2 separate regions of the Capra hircus genome follow, and region 2 is linked to region 1. The links are chromatin contacts, called in public Hi-C maps. All regions are on one chromosome and are shown on one strand. Each heading gives the region's core, a stretch centred on a gene start, on an enhancer-like site or on the middle of the called end of the contact. The rest is flanking DNA. Distances are from core to core; before and after follow the strand shown.

The links. Hi-C and Micro-C count contacts between places; a contact is called where the count stands out from the background.
Region 2: a contact with region 1 is called in a Hi-C map of blood, with 2.9 times the contacts expected there. The contact joins the enhancer-like site here to the promoter of GATAD2A in region 1. A contact is called at or near these places in 4 of 5 Hi-C or Micro-C datasets (blood and liver).

The regions. Positions count from the first base shown.
Region 1 is chr7:104,835,823-104,842,102 of ARS1.2, reverse strand. GATAD2A (transcriptional repressor p66-alpha) reads right to left here and starts at 4,864. Exons shown (of 12, transcript XM_018051497.1): 1 at 4,535-4,864.
Region 2 is chr7:104,918,045-104,923,714 of ARS1.2, reverse strand. GATAD2A (transcriptional repressor p66-alpha) reads right to left here. Exons shown (of 12, transcript XM_018051497.1): 4 at 774-906; 5 at 542-673. Among named protein-coding and RNA genes, the nearest start is that of TSSK6, 20 kb to the left of the region's middle. Within about 2 kb of position 3,879, at least 4 of the 5 cell types and tissues checked have an H3K27ac peak or open chromatin away from gene starts, as enhancers often do.

The DNA.
Region 1 (6,280 bases), core at 3,615-6,114:
CTTAGGGCCACACAGGAAAACTCGTAGCAAATTAAGCCCTTACTTGAGTGTTCAAACGTCCCTTATATGCCAGTTTGGAGGGATAAATTCATATCCAAGCAACAGATCCATACAGACAAAGGCAGACAGTCTGCGGAGAGGATAATGTCAAACTTAAAACTAGAAATTCAAAATAACATCCATTCATTTGAATAGAACAACTCCATAGAGTAGTTACTTCCCAATTTTGAAAGAGGTCAGCTTCTTTCTTATCATCAAAATCCCTCAGGGATTTAATGCCCCCAGTGCTGTCTCCAACAGGAAGGAAACCCTGACTTCCCCAGCTATTTCAGTTATATAAATCAACAGTTTATCGTCCAGAGTTAGAAGCTGGGCAGTGTTGGGACCCACATGCCTTTTAGAGCAGCCTACCAACGGATAACCACGTTACATTACATCTAATAAATGTACCTAGATCAATATCATTTCTAACTATCCAAGGGTTTTTATTGCTGTAAGGATCTTTCAATTTAAAAAAAAAAAAAAAAAGGTTTAAAAAACTTCCTGTTAGATAAAAGAGATGAGATGGTGGCGCCACCATCCACCAAAGTGAAGTCTGTGGTACATAAGAGACATAATTTCAGAAGGGATAATAATTCCTTTAAAGTTCTTAACCTTGTGTTTTATATTTTAAAAATAATAAACTTTGCTCCTTTCCCATATAATGGAATAAACGTCCTTAAGAGAATTTAGAGAAATTTAAGATTGGCAGATATTTCTTAGCTTCAACAGTTAAATTCACTGTGTGTGTATGAAAGAGAGAGGGAGAGAGGGAGTGGAGGGCAGAGGAAGGGCGAGGGGATATTTTTTGGAGGGAACCCTTTTCTTCTAACTTGGGGGCAATGCAGCGGAGGCCTAGCTCAGATTTCTCACTCACTATTCCCCGGCAACCCAGGTTGTAGCTATCAGGGACAAGTGCCATCTGTCCCCACATGAATAAGTGAAAAAGGCTGAGCCCAACTCATCAGGCCCAATTTTAAGGCTTCCACTAATTGCTAAGAAGAAAACAAGTGTCCTGCCCATTCATTCCAGTCCTCATCTGCAGAGGCTGAGTTAGCATCTCCACAGTCCTCTGGATATTTGGGACCACAAGGTGAATTCTGATCTCATGGGCACTACGCTACACACTCAATGTACTATTATTGTGTGGCAACAAATGCCTTTGTACATCACGTTTGCAGTTGTCTGTCCCCAAATCTGATCCATTACCCAAAAAGAATGGTTCATCTTCCAAGGTTCTAATGTAAGAAAAGATCACTTATCAGGTTGCATATCCTTCAGTCAAGCAGTCCCAAAATCGGGCCTAGGTTCCTATATGGGTCACTTTCTTTTTCTTCCCACAATTCAAGTTTGTAATAATCTTCTATCCAGCCTGTGGTCTAATTATAGTAATATATCTCCTTGTCTTTAACTCATAGGTTACCCCATTTTACAGAGGGAGAAAGCAAGGCCAAGGCAAACACAAACCCCTGCCACAAAGCCAATCTATCTCACAACTGCTATCTGAAAACAGAAAAAATGCTAGACCCAGATAGGCAGTGGATTTTGCAAGAGACAAGTTTCTTTCTCTTTGCTCTTCAGGCATATTTAGCCTTGGCAAAATATCAAACACTTCCTGGTCTGGGAGTCCAGGCCAGAACCATAGTCTCCTGAGCACAACAACCAACCTTTATTGCACACCAACCACGTGCTAGGTGCTGCGCTGGCTGCCTCCGGCTCATTATCCTAGACTCATTCATTCACACATCTGGGAAGCACTTCCCCATTTGCAGGCACTTTCACACATGTTCACGGAGATGTGACCCCCCTCAAATACTTAGTAATGTGCTGATCTTGTGCCAAAACTTATCTAAGGCCACACAGCTAGGAGGGACAGACCCAGAATCTGAATCAGGTCCTTCTCACTTCAAAGCTCTCCCTTCCCCAACCCTGCTGGTCCTGTGGGCTTCATTTCAAATAATAAACATGTGCCAGCACTTCTCTGTCCTATCTCAGGACATCTTAAGCCCCGAGTTCCCCACCATCTTCCTTTTCCCTTCAGGGCAGTGCCTACAGCTGACCAGGAAGAGGCAGCAGAGAAGCAACCAGGTCTGGGACAGCTTCCTGCCTGGACTTGACTACTGCAGGAGCAGAGGGCCCAGGAAACTCTCCAAGCCCTTCTCCACAGAAGAAAATAGCTCGAGTTGAAACTTGTGTCCACATGGTCCACCGACAGATTTAGAACTCAAATTATAGCCTCGGCAGGAGTCTTCACAAAGGACGCAAATTAAGCAAGACCCAGATGGAAATGAACAGGAGAGAGACAGTCTTAAGTCAAACTGTAAAGTGAACTGCAGTTTTAGCAGAGTCAGAGGGAAGAGCTGGTTGAAACGCTAAACCAAACAAGTTCAGCCTATGTTTCGGAACTTCAGGAACATTTCTCCCCATGTTTTTAGCCTGAGACTTGTGCATGGACACGAAGTGGTTACAAGTTACTCAGGTTTCAAATTGAGTTCATTCCTGTCCTTTGGACCATCTCTCAATGCCAGCATTCATCAACTTGGGCTCCAGAGAGCTCTGCGTTTGGCAAAACAGATAAAATTAGCTACTGGAGTGAACTTGGAATTCAGGGTGGGCCACTAAAATAAAGTACACATGAGATTTGTAAAAGCCACGTAAAAACTTCCTTTGAGCCAAGCTGAAGTCACCTAACTTAGAGAAATGAATTCAAATCCCCTGTTCTCTGCCTCCCTTCCTCCCTTCCTTGATCGAAGGTGACCCATTTCCTGCTTCTTGCCTTGCCTTTCAAACCAGAGTGTCCCACAAACTGAAGATCCACTAGAGATCAAGGGGTAAATGAGTCGACCTCAGGAGAGAAAACACAGCAGGAAGACCTGAATGAGCGGTTATTTTTTTCTTCTCCTTTTGCAGGGGTGGGGGGTGAGTTCTAGCGTGCAGAGGAGGACTGAGGATGGGACCGGAAGTGGGTCAGTCCCACAACATGAAGGTGTGATAATGGGGTACAGTGCTCCAGGCCTGTCCATCCTGTCTCTGCACTGGCCTGACAACACTGTAGTGGCCCCATGACTCAAACATGGAGTAACCACAGTTGTCATCTGACAACAGCTCTTGCTCCCCAAAATCTAGCAGGCCTTAAAGGATAAGAGAAAACAGAGTTTTGTTTTTTGCCTGTCTCTCAATTTCCCTTCCAGCCACAAATTCCTCCAGGTCCCCTGAAGCTGAGGTAAAATTCAGAGAATACCCCTAATCTGGCCAGAAAGAAGACTGAAGGTGGGAGGGGCATATTTCTGATCTCTCCTTCCAGAACAGAGAGAAGTTGAGTACCAAAAACAGAAACAGGGGTCTGAAGTCGGGGTCTCAAAGGAAAAGTGAGTTTTAATGCAAAGAGTTTTTGCATTAGAGAATCAGGAGGGAAACCTTAGGAAAGGGGAAATGTCCTCAGGCAAGTGGAAGGAGAACCCCTGGGAATGGAGGGGGACCCTTCAGAGAAGTGAAGAAACTCATTCCCTCTTCAATCAGAGAGGGGGTTTCTTGAAAGAGTGGAGGCACACTTCAGGGATGTGAGGAGCCTAATAAAGTGGGACATTTCATTTTAGGAAGAGAACCTCTGGAGAAGCCAGGGACCCCTCCAAACCCTGCGGCACCCATAGATCAGTAGGAGTCCCCCACAAAATGGAAACTGTTTTGGAAAAGTGGGGAACATTTCTTCAGACAAATAAGGGTCCAGTCATTAATATGAGCACTTTGGAGTAGTGGGCCCCCTCAAGAAAATGGAGGTACTCATCAAAAAGTTAGGGGTCCCATCAAAAGTGGGGACAACTCAAAAAAGTGGGGAACACCTCCAAGAAGGATTCTGACAGAAGTAGGAACACCTCAGATTAGTTGAGGAGGGCCACATGGGGAAAGGAGGAGGCCACCCAGAGAAATGGGACAGAGAAGCAGGGAGAGCGAAGCGGAAAGGTAGGGGGGAAGGGGAACCCATGAAAAGTAGGGGACGCCTCAAAAAAGCAAGGGCAAAAAAGGAACACAGTACTCAGTGGGACAACAGCTCAGAGAAGCAGGGATCTCCTTACAGAGGTGGGGGTCCCCCAGAGAACTGAGGGGCAGGGTCCTCTAGAAACAGGGATATCTCCTCAGAGAAGTGGCGGTCCTTCAGTGAAGATGGGGGTCGGTCCCAGAAAGGGAGGCGGTCCCCATAAAAGCAACCCCTCGGAGAAGCAGGGGTCCCCTTAGAGAAGTTCAGAGGAGGTGTCTCAGAGACGCGGGGCCCTCAGAAAACGGGCCCCTTAACGAAGCAGGAGGTCCCTCAAAGAGATGGGGCACGCTCAGGGAAGGGAGGCCCCCCTCAGAGAGGCAGGGTCCCTTAGAGAAGCAGGTTCCGCGACAAGAGGGTCCACGCATGGAAGCGGCCCCCTCGGAGAAGCGGAAGCCCCAGAGAAGCCCGGGGCACCGGAAGCCGGGGACCCGCCACCAGCGGCGTCCGCCCCTCACTCACCGAAGTTGCTCGGCGCCTCTGCGGGCGACTGCTGGGCCCCAGACGGCCTCGGGTGGCAAAGTCGGATCCCGTCCGCTTGGGTCTCGCGGCGGCAGCTCCCTCGGGTGGCGCCCGCGGCGGCGACAGGACGACGGACGATCGACCGACTGACTGCGCGGGCGGCGCGGAGCGCGTTCGGGCAGCGGGGGTGCGCGTGCGCGCGCCGGGGCGCTGACCCCGGGCGGGAGGAGCCGCCGCGCAGCGCTCGAAGCCGCCGCTTGGTCTCGCCGCTCCGTCTCACACTGAAATTGCCCGCTTCGCAGCCCGGCTTCCCCGGTTGCTAGGCAGATTTCGCCTCTCACACTTCCGGGTTGAGGCACGTCTCACCGAGTGGCGGCGCCGCAGGCCAATGAGGTCCGGCCAGGGTTCCCGGGATCCGCGCCCCGGCGGGGGCGTGGCCAGCCTCGTGACAGACAGCATTCGGCGGCCAATGAGCATACGGGCCGGCTGGCCCTCGGGATCGCGCCGGGGGCTTGGGCGGGCCCGAGGAGGCGGGACAAGATGAATGACATGCGATGTGCCAATGGGAGAGTGGAGCGGACCTCAGGTCCAGTCAGGGCGCTTCGGGGGCGGGGCTTTAGCTTCGGGGCAGGAACACCGCGAGGGGCGGAGCGTGAGGACGAGTCAATCCGTGGTCGGCTGCTCGGACACTGGCGGGGGGTTCTGCCCGGCTACCCAGCGGCCGACAACTGTCTGGGCAGGGGGTTCCCCGCAGTGCTCAGCAGGGGCGCCCCACCCACAATGCACCGGAGGCGGCTTAGGCCGGGCGGGCGTGGAGCGGTTACGCCGGGCAGTGGGCGGGGCCGCATGAGGCGCGCTCTAAGGACTCTGGGCGAACTGTGGCCAGCTCTTGTTCCCCAGGGGATTCGTTGACCTGGGCTCTCTTCTGACTAGAGTCACGGGTTCGACCCTCTTCTGAGGAGAACTTTGAGGAATCTTGCCCCTGGCCCCTCTTCTGAGAAGAGTTTTAGCGATTCTTGCCTTGCCCACTTTTCTGAGAACTGCCAGAATAAGAATGATTTTGTTATAAGAAAACGTGTAGGGATTCGGGCCCCTGCCCCCTTTACTAAGGAGAATTTGGGGGCCCACTGCCTTTCCTGGAGAATATTTAGCCAACATACCCTGCCTCTTTTCTGAGCCCTAGTGGTGGCCACTGGCCTTCTTCCTCCCTGGTGTGAGAGGCAGTGGGTGTTGCATGTCCTTGGCCTTCATTTCTGAAGATAACGGGAAATTCACAACTTGCAAGTCCTTCCTTCCACCAGAGAAGAAACTTGGAACTTAAAGCACCCTTCCTCTCTCCAGAGAGAAATCGCAGGAAACTGATGGCCCCTCATCCTTTTTACTAAATAATTGCCGAGGAGCTGTGCTCCCTGCGTTTTTTCTAAACAGTGTTTGAGTGTTGGAGAAAGAGTTCCTCTTTTCCTAAGAACTGCAGCCATTTGACTCCTCTGCCCTAGAAGAGTTATCCATTTAGCTCTCCTTCCCTTTTTTTCTTTTTTTATGAGAATTTTTCCAAGCAGCTATCAATTCTTTCTCAAGGGTCGAATCTGTGGTGCTTCCTAATTCTGTCCCCTATGGGGCTCTTCAGTTCCACTTTTCTGCTCTACTGAGTGGGGCCCTTCCAAGAAGCAGTCCTTTTTTTCTCACCTGTCCCCAGACAAAACTAAGCAGTAACTAAACTCTGCTGTAGCATCACCATGGCCTACC
Region 2 (5,670 bases), core at 2,630-5,129, 83 kb before region 1:
ACAAAACCAGCCTGACCTTGCCTTACAGCTTAAGCCCCGTTTAGAAGCCGCACGAGGAGCGTGAGGCGTGGGGAGGCGGCAGGGGCAGAAGCCCTGGGACACAGCCTCCGGGGTTGGGTATGGGCACCCTGAAGCAGGCATTCAGCAGTCTGTCCAGAAATCCAGAGAGGCCCCTGCCGGCCACACAGGCACCCACAGGGCAGGACGCCCCTCTGAAAGGGGTTCAGAACAGAGCTGTGTTTCCAGCACCTTCAGAGACGTCTGCTCTCCATTTCCTTGATGGGAGTCTACAGGGAACGAGGTTCTCATACTCAGATCCAGAATATTCTAGATTGAAATCTCCTCTAAGCTAAATCCAAAACATGAACTTGAGCCTGCAAATTTCCAATTCAGACCCTGCCCCTTTGCCCCCGAGGAAACCGGACTCCTCACAGACCCAGCTCCTGGGGCAGCACGGAGCCAAAGAAGCACCCATGGTTTTCTGTCCCTGGTCCTAAATACCTCTCACTGACCCCTGAGGAGTGAACAGCCATTCACATACCTTCTGGGTGGGAGTTTCTTTTTGTATTTGACTCTGCCGCAACTTCTTCAACAAAACCAGTTTTGCTTCTTCTAACCGTAACTCTTCTTTTAGTTGCTTAATCATCCTTTCTCGTTCTTCGGGACTGCTTTTCTACGAGGTCAAGAGAACATGGGTTGAAGGAGGGCTGGGGCCAGGGAGCACCAGCTGGCCCCACCGCGAGGCGGCTCCCTGGCGCGGGGACAGAGCTCACCATGAGGGCCTCGGTGCTGGTCTCCTTCGGGGGCTCCTCGGTCAGCCCATTCACCCTCGGGCTCGCAGGCTGCTCGTTGTCAGACAGCACGATCACATCAGGCGAAGGGGGTCTCCTCTCAGACTTCATGTCACTGTGGGGCAGGGAGGAGGGCTGTTACCTGAGCACCCTGCCTGTGGTGGGCAGCACTCCCACGGATGCTGGGATTCAGACGCAGACACAGTGAAGTGGAGGCGAGCAAGCTGGCCTCCCCACCCCTCCCCACAACCGCCTGCCCAGGCTGCCTTTTCTCACTGCACTCACCACGTGGCCCTCGAACCTGCCAGCTTACAGCTGTGCCCTTTAAAAAGTCAGGACTGTTCCCGATAACTACTTCTGTGTCCCCTGGGCTGAGGATACCTATGTGTCTGCGGGAAAACATCACATTTTGGAACCCACCACAGCCCCTTTCCGTACCATACGGCTCAGTACTGAACCAGAACACTTGCTCCTGGATCTTGGGCCTGCTGGTTGAGTGCCTACCTACCCATGCTGGAAGCCACCTGATAGGGAGGCCAGCCCCACCTGAATCAGCCTTTCTTTGCTGAACCCAGACTCCCTGACGACCCTCACGCCTGGACAGCCCACTTACCCCTCCCCAGGTGACAGAGGGGCTGAGGCATACACTTTCAGCCGACAGTCTAAGTCCCCAGCGTGGGGCATCACCACCTCACGAGGCAGCCAAGGCAGCCTGCTGTGGGGTCCTTCCTGGGCTACAAGTGGGCTCTCTATCCTGCCAGTGGCAACGTGGCAGTAGTGGCTGCAGGTTTTGAAACTGACTGGAACATGGCACATATTTGCTCTCACATACCAGGGTACTACCCAGCCACTTAATCTGCTCACAGACTAGCTCCCAGCCACCCCTGCCCATTATCCTCTGCCCTCGTTTCCCAATCCTACCACTCAAGTTCCTCAGAACGTATATGCACATCTAGTAATGTTCAGTTCAGTTCAGTCGCTCAGTCCTGTCCGACTCTTTGCGACCCCATGAATCGTAGCATACCAGGCCTCCCTGTCCATCACCAACTCCCAGAGTTCACTCAAATTCACGTCCATCGAGTCAGTGATGCCATCCAGCCATCTCATCCTCTGTTGTCCCCTTCTGCCCTCAGTCCCTCCCAGCATCAGAGTCTTTTCCAATGAGTCAACCCTTCGCATGAGGTGGCCTAAGTACTGGAGTTTCAGCTTTAGCATCATTCCTTCCAAAGAACACTCAGGACTGATCTCCTTTAGAATGGACTGGTTGGATCTCCTTGCAGTCCAAGGGACTCTCAAGAGTCTTCTCCAACACCACAGTTCAAAAGCATCAATTCTTTGGCGCTCAGCTTTCTTCACAGTCCAACTCTCACATCCATACATGATTACTGGAAAAACCATAGCCTTGACTAAACGGACCTTTGTTGGCAAAGTAATGTCTCTGCTTTTCAATACGCTGTCTAGGTTGGTCATAACTTTCCTTCCAAGGAGCAAGCATCTTTTAATTTCATAGCTGCAGTCACCATCTGCAGTGATTTTGGAGCTCAAAAAAATAAAGTCTGACACTGTTTCCCCATCTATTTCCCATGAAGTGGTAGGCTTCCGCTAATGGCATTGCTGACCACATATATAAGGACCAACGGGTCTCAGAGACAGTGCTTAGCGCCAAGCCAAGCAGCTCTGTTTGCTGAGGACATAATGTAAACTCTCCCTTAAGATCTAGCCTCAGCATCTGTGTTGAAAGAATGCAATCAGCAGGAAAGCCAGCCAAGGACTGAATTCGCCCGCTAGGTGGCACTATGACCCAGAGAACAAACTCGGCTAAGTTAACTGGGAGTAGTAACAACTCAAAGTTGTCCCACTCCTTCCAGCTGAGTGGGGAAGCAGAGTTAGGGATGGGAAACCGGTATTTTAACAGCCCACTGAACTGCCCTTTCCACTCCCAGAGTGAGCTATGCCTTCAGGGAAGGGGGGTGCACAGAGGACCACACACCGGGTTCACTGACTCCCCCAACCCCTCAACCCGCAGCGCTCTCCCTTGGCCCACCCTCATCTCAGCTCTCAGAGCAGCACAGCCGCTGCACTTTAGCGAGCGCAGCCCTGATGCGACGGGACCACCACAGGTACAGCTGCTGGGTGGGCTTCCACGAGCGATCAGGAGGCGCCCATTTCAAGGTACAGAACTCCCTCATTGGGGTTAGCAGCCCACATTTTCAAGCCCAGGAATTGGCTGGCTGTCTATAAAATAACCCAGGATGTCTCACTAGGGCCTCAACAAACCAAAAACCAATGCAGTTCAGGAACTCTTTCAAGTCTGTGTCTCCCTGCTGGCTGCCAACTCTGCCCAAGATACACATCAAAGATGACCCCGGGGCTCCAACCCAGGTTCTGTGGGCATGCGCACAGGCACTGAGCAGACACAAGGCTCTGGCACGAGGGCCGCAGCCGCTGGTCGCAGCCCAGGCAGGCTCCCAGGCGGCCACACAGCAGAGCAGCAGCCTCGGCAGAACCAAGTCTAGAGTTACAGACGGCCGGTGCTTCCTGAGCAAGAGCGAACGGGGGCAAGGGTAACCGACAGGGATTTATCACTTTTTACCATCTCATGGAGCATGTGCCCATCTCCAAGGTGAGATGCCTAATACAGCTCAAATCTGCCTGAGGGAAGAGGGCAGGGTTAGGGGCTGGACCACATGGAAGCTGAAGCTGCCTAAGATGACCACTGTGACCAGAGCTCTCCCAGGTCCCATCTTGGACCGAGACTAATCAATAACTCGTCCAAGAGATGACATCACCTCCCATCAGTGATCACTCAGCATCCCAGCAGCCAGCAGGGAGTGAACTTCCTGTATGCTAATCAGGCCACCAAAAAGTCATGTGACAAAGGCATTTCCCTCTTTGGTCATGTGACCCTTTAACTGTGCCTTCCAACGTGAAAACCATGGCAACAGCCAGTTCTAACCAGTTTGTGACATGCAGCCTTCATTTTGAGAAGTGAGGTAGGGTTCAGGTGCTGTCAGGAAATGGAGGCGCCAGCTCGCCCTGGGGCTGCAGGGCTGCAGGCACTTCCTGTGCGGCGCTGGCCCACAGGGGACTGCTCGCTTGTTACAGGGACCTGGGTCGCCTCTTCCGAACGCAGAAGGGCCACCAGCCACTAGTTTCCAACAAGGAAAACTTTCCTAAAGCTCAATTTTAACACAAAGGTACTTCAAGTTTCTCAGAACTTTCCCAGCGAGCTCTTTTAATTCAAGGAAAAGGATACTCATTTGACAAAGGCTCAAAATTATCGTGGGCATTCTTTTTCTAAAAAAACGTATTCTAAATTATAAAACCATCTAGCCCAACATGCCAGGGAAGCAGTGTAGTGGCCGTGTATATTATCTCGGTCCAGGGAGGCTGCCAGGGCACCACATTTATTTCAAAGCTATGATTTCAGGGCAAATGCATTAAGCCTAGCCTGCCCATCTTGGGAATCCTGATATAAATTATTATGATCAGAAGAGATTTTATGTGACCTGGAAGCAAGCCAGGCTGTTCGTGAAAACGTTCTCACTACCTCCCTCCCTTGAATGCCACCCGAGGCTAAACAAACAAAAATTCTGTTACATGCCCGGAACTTCCGTCAAGTTTCCTGGAGTTTAAAACTTAACTTACAACAAGATCCCTCCATTCACAGCACCACCATCCCAGGTGCTTACCCAGCAGTGGTCAGTGCGGGGTTAACACTGAGTGTCTCACTGGCCTGTGCCAGGGGAAGCAGTTTTCATCAAGGGAACGCAGCCCTGACCTTTGCTGTTCTCCACACGCGCCTGCCTGATGTCTGGGCAAGGTGCACTTGACCCACACCCATGCATCCATGTTCTCACTCCTTCCTAGCTGCTGGAAGCCAACCTAAGAAGTGGGTGCCGTGTCCAGCAGCGGGGAGAAACCCCTGGATAACAGCAGTTCTGTCTTTAGGGTCAGCCAGGAGGGACAGGGGCACGCGGGAGCAGACCACCGCCCACCCAGCTTCACCAGAGGACATTACTGTCCCAGACTTGTTTGACCAAAGCCTGCATTTTTCTAAGATCCCTGAGATGCCTGCACACATGAACGAAGTCGGGGACAACTGTGGGCCCAATGAGGCCTCAGGACAACAAACTGCTCCTTGGGGCTAACCAGGGGGAGAGAAGCAGGGCTGGCAGCCAACCAGTCCCTGCCAGAACCCTCCCACTTCCCCCCATCTTTTGGCCCCAGCTGGGTGAGGAGAGGCAGGTAGTTGCTAACCGTTTAGGGGGGTGGGGGAGGCTTTGCTAGACCCCGCACCAAGCACACACTTGTCTTGGCCCCACCAGACCCTCTGCCAGGGCATTCCTCCCACTAGAGCCCACTCACACCTTCCAGCCCACAGGTCTCTCCAGTCCCCAACCCCTGAACCCCAAACTCCTGCTGCTCCTGAGCTGCCCCCACCTTCACCACCACCCACTGCAAGGAATGTCCCTCCATCATATTCTCATCTCCCCTGTGACAGACCCAACGCACGCTGGAAGAGGCACTTCTCGAACAGCCCCTGGAAGCACAGTCAGCACTACCCCACTGCACTCAGGGGACCCGTCCCCCAGCGGCACGCAGTCGGGGGAAGGCTTCCTAGTTCTACCCCCAAACTGCCCACCCTCAGCAGGGAGCTCAGGGCAAAACACTGGGGCCTTCACTGAAGGGCGGCAAAAGCCTGAGCAGAGGCCCTCCCCCGCCAGAGCCCAGCTAACTCACCCCTCACCTCCACAAGCTCGTCCAAGGCCAGCGCCCTGGCGTTCCTACAAGGGGCCACCCTCCCTCAGCCTCCCAGGGTGACGCTGCCACCGCCCACTCGACAGGTGGGTGCCCCAACCCAGGGCTGGGGCCAGGG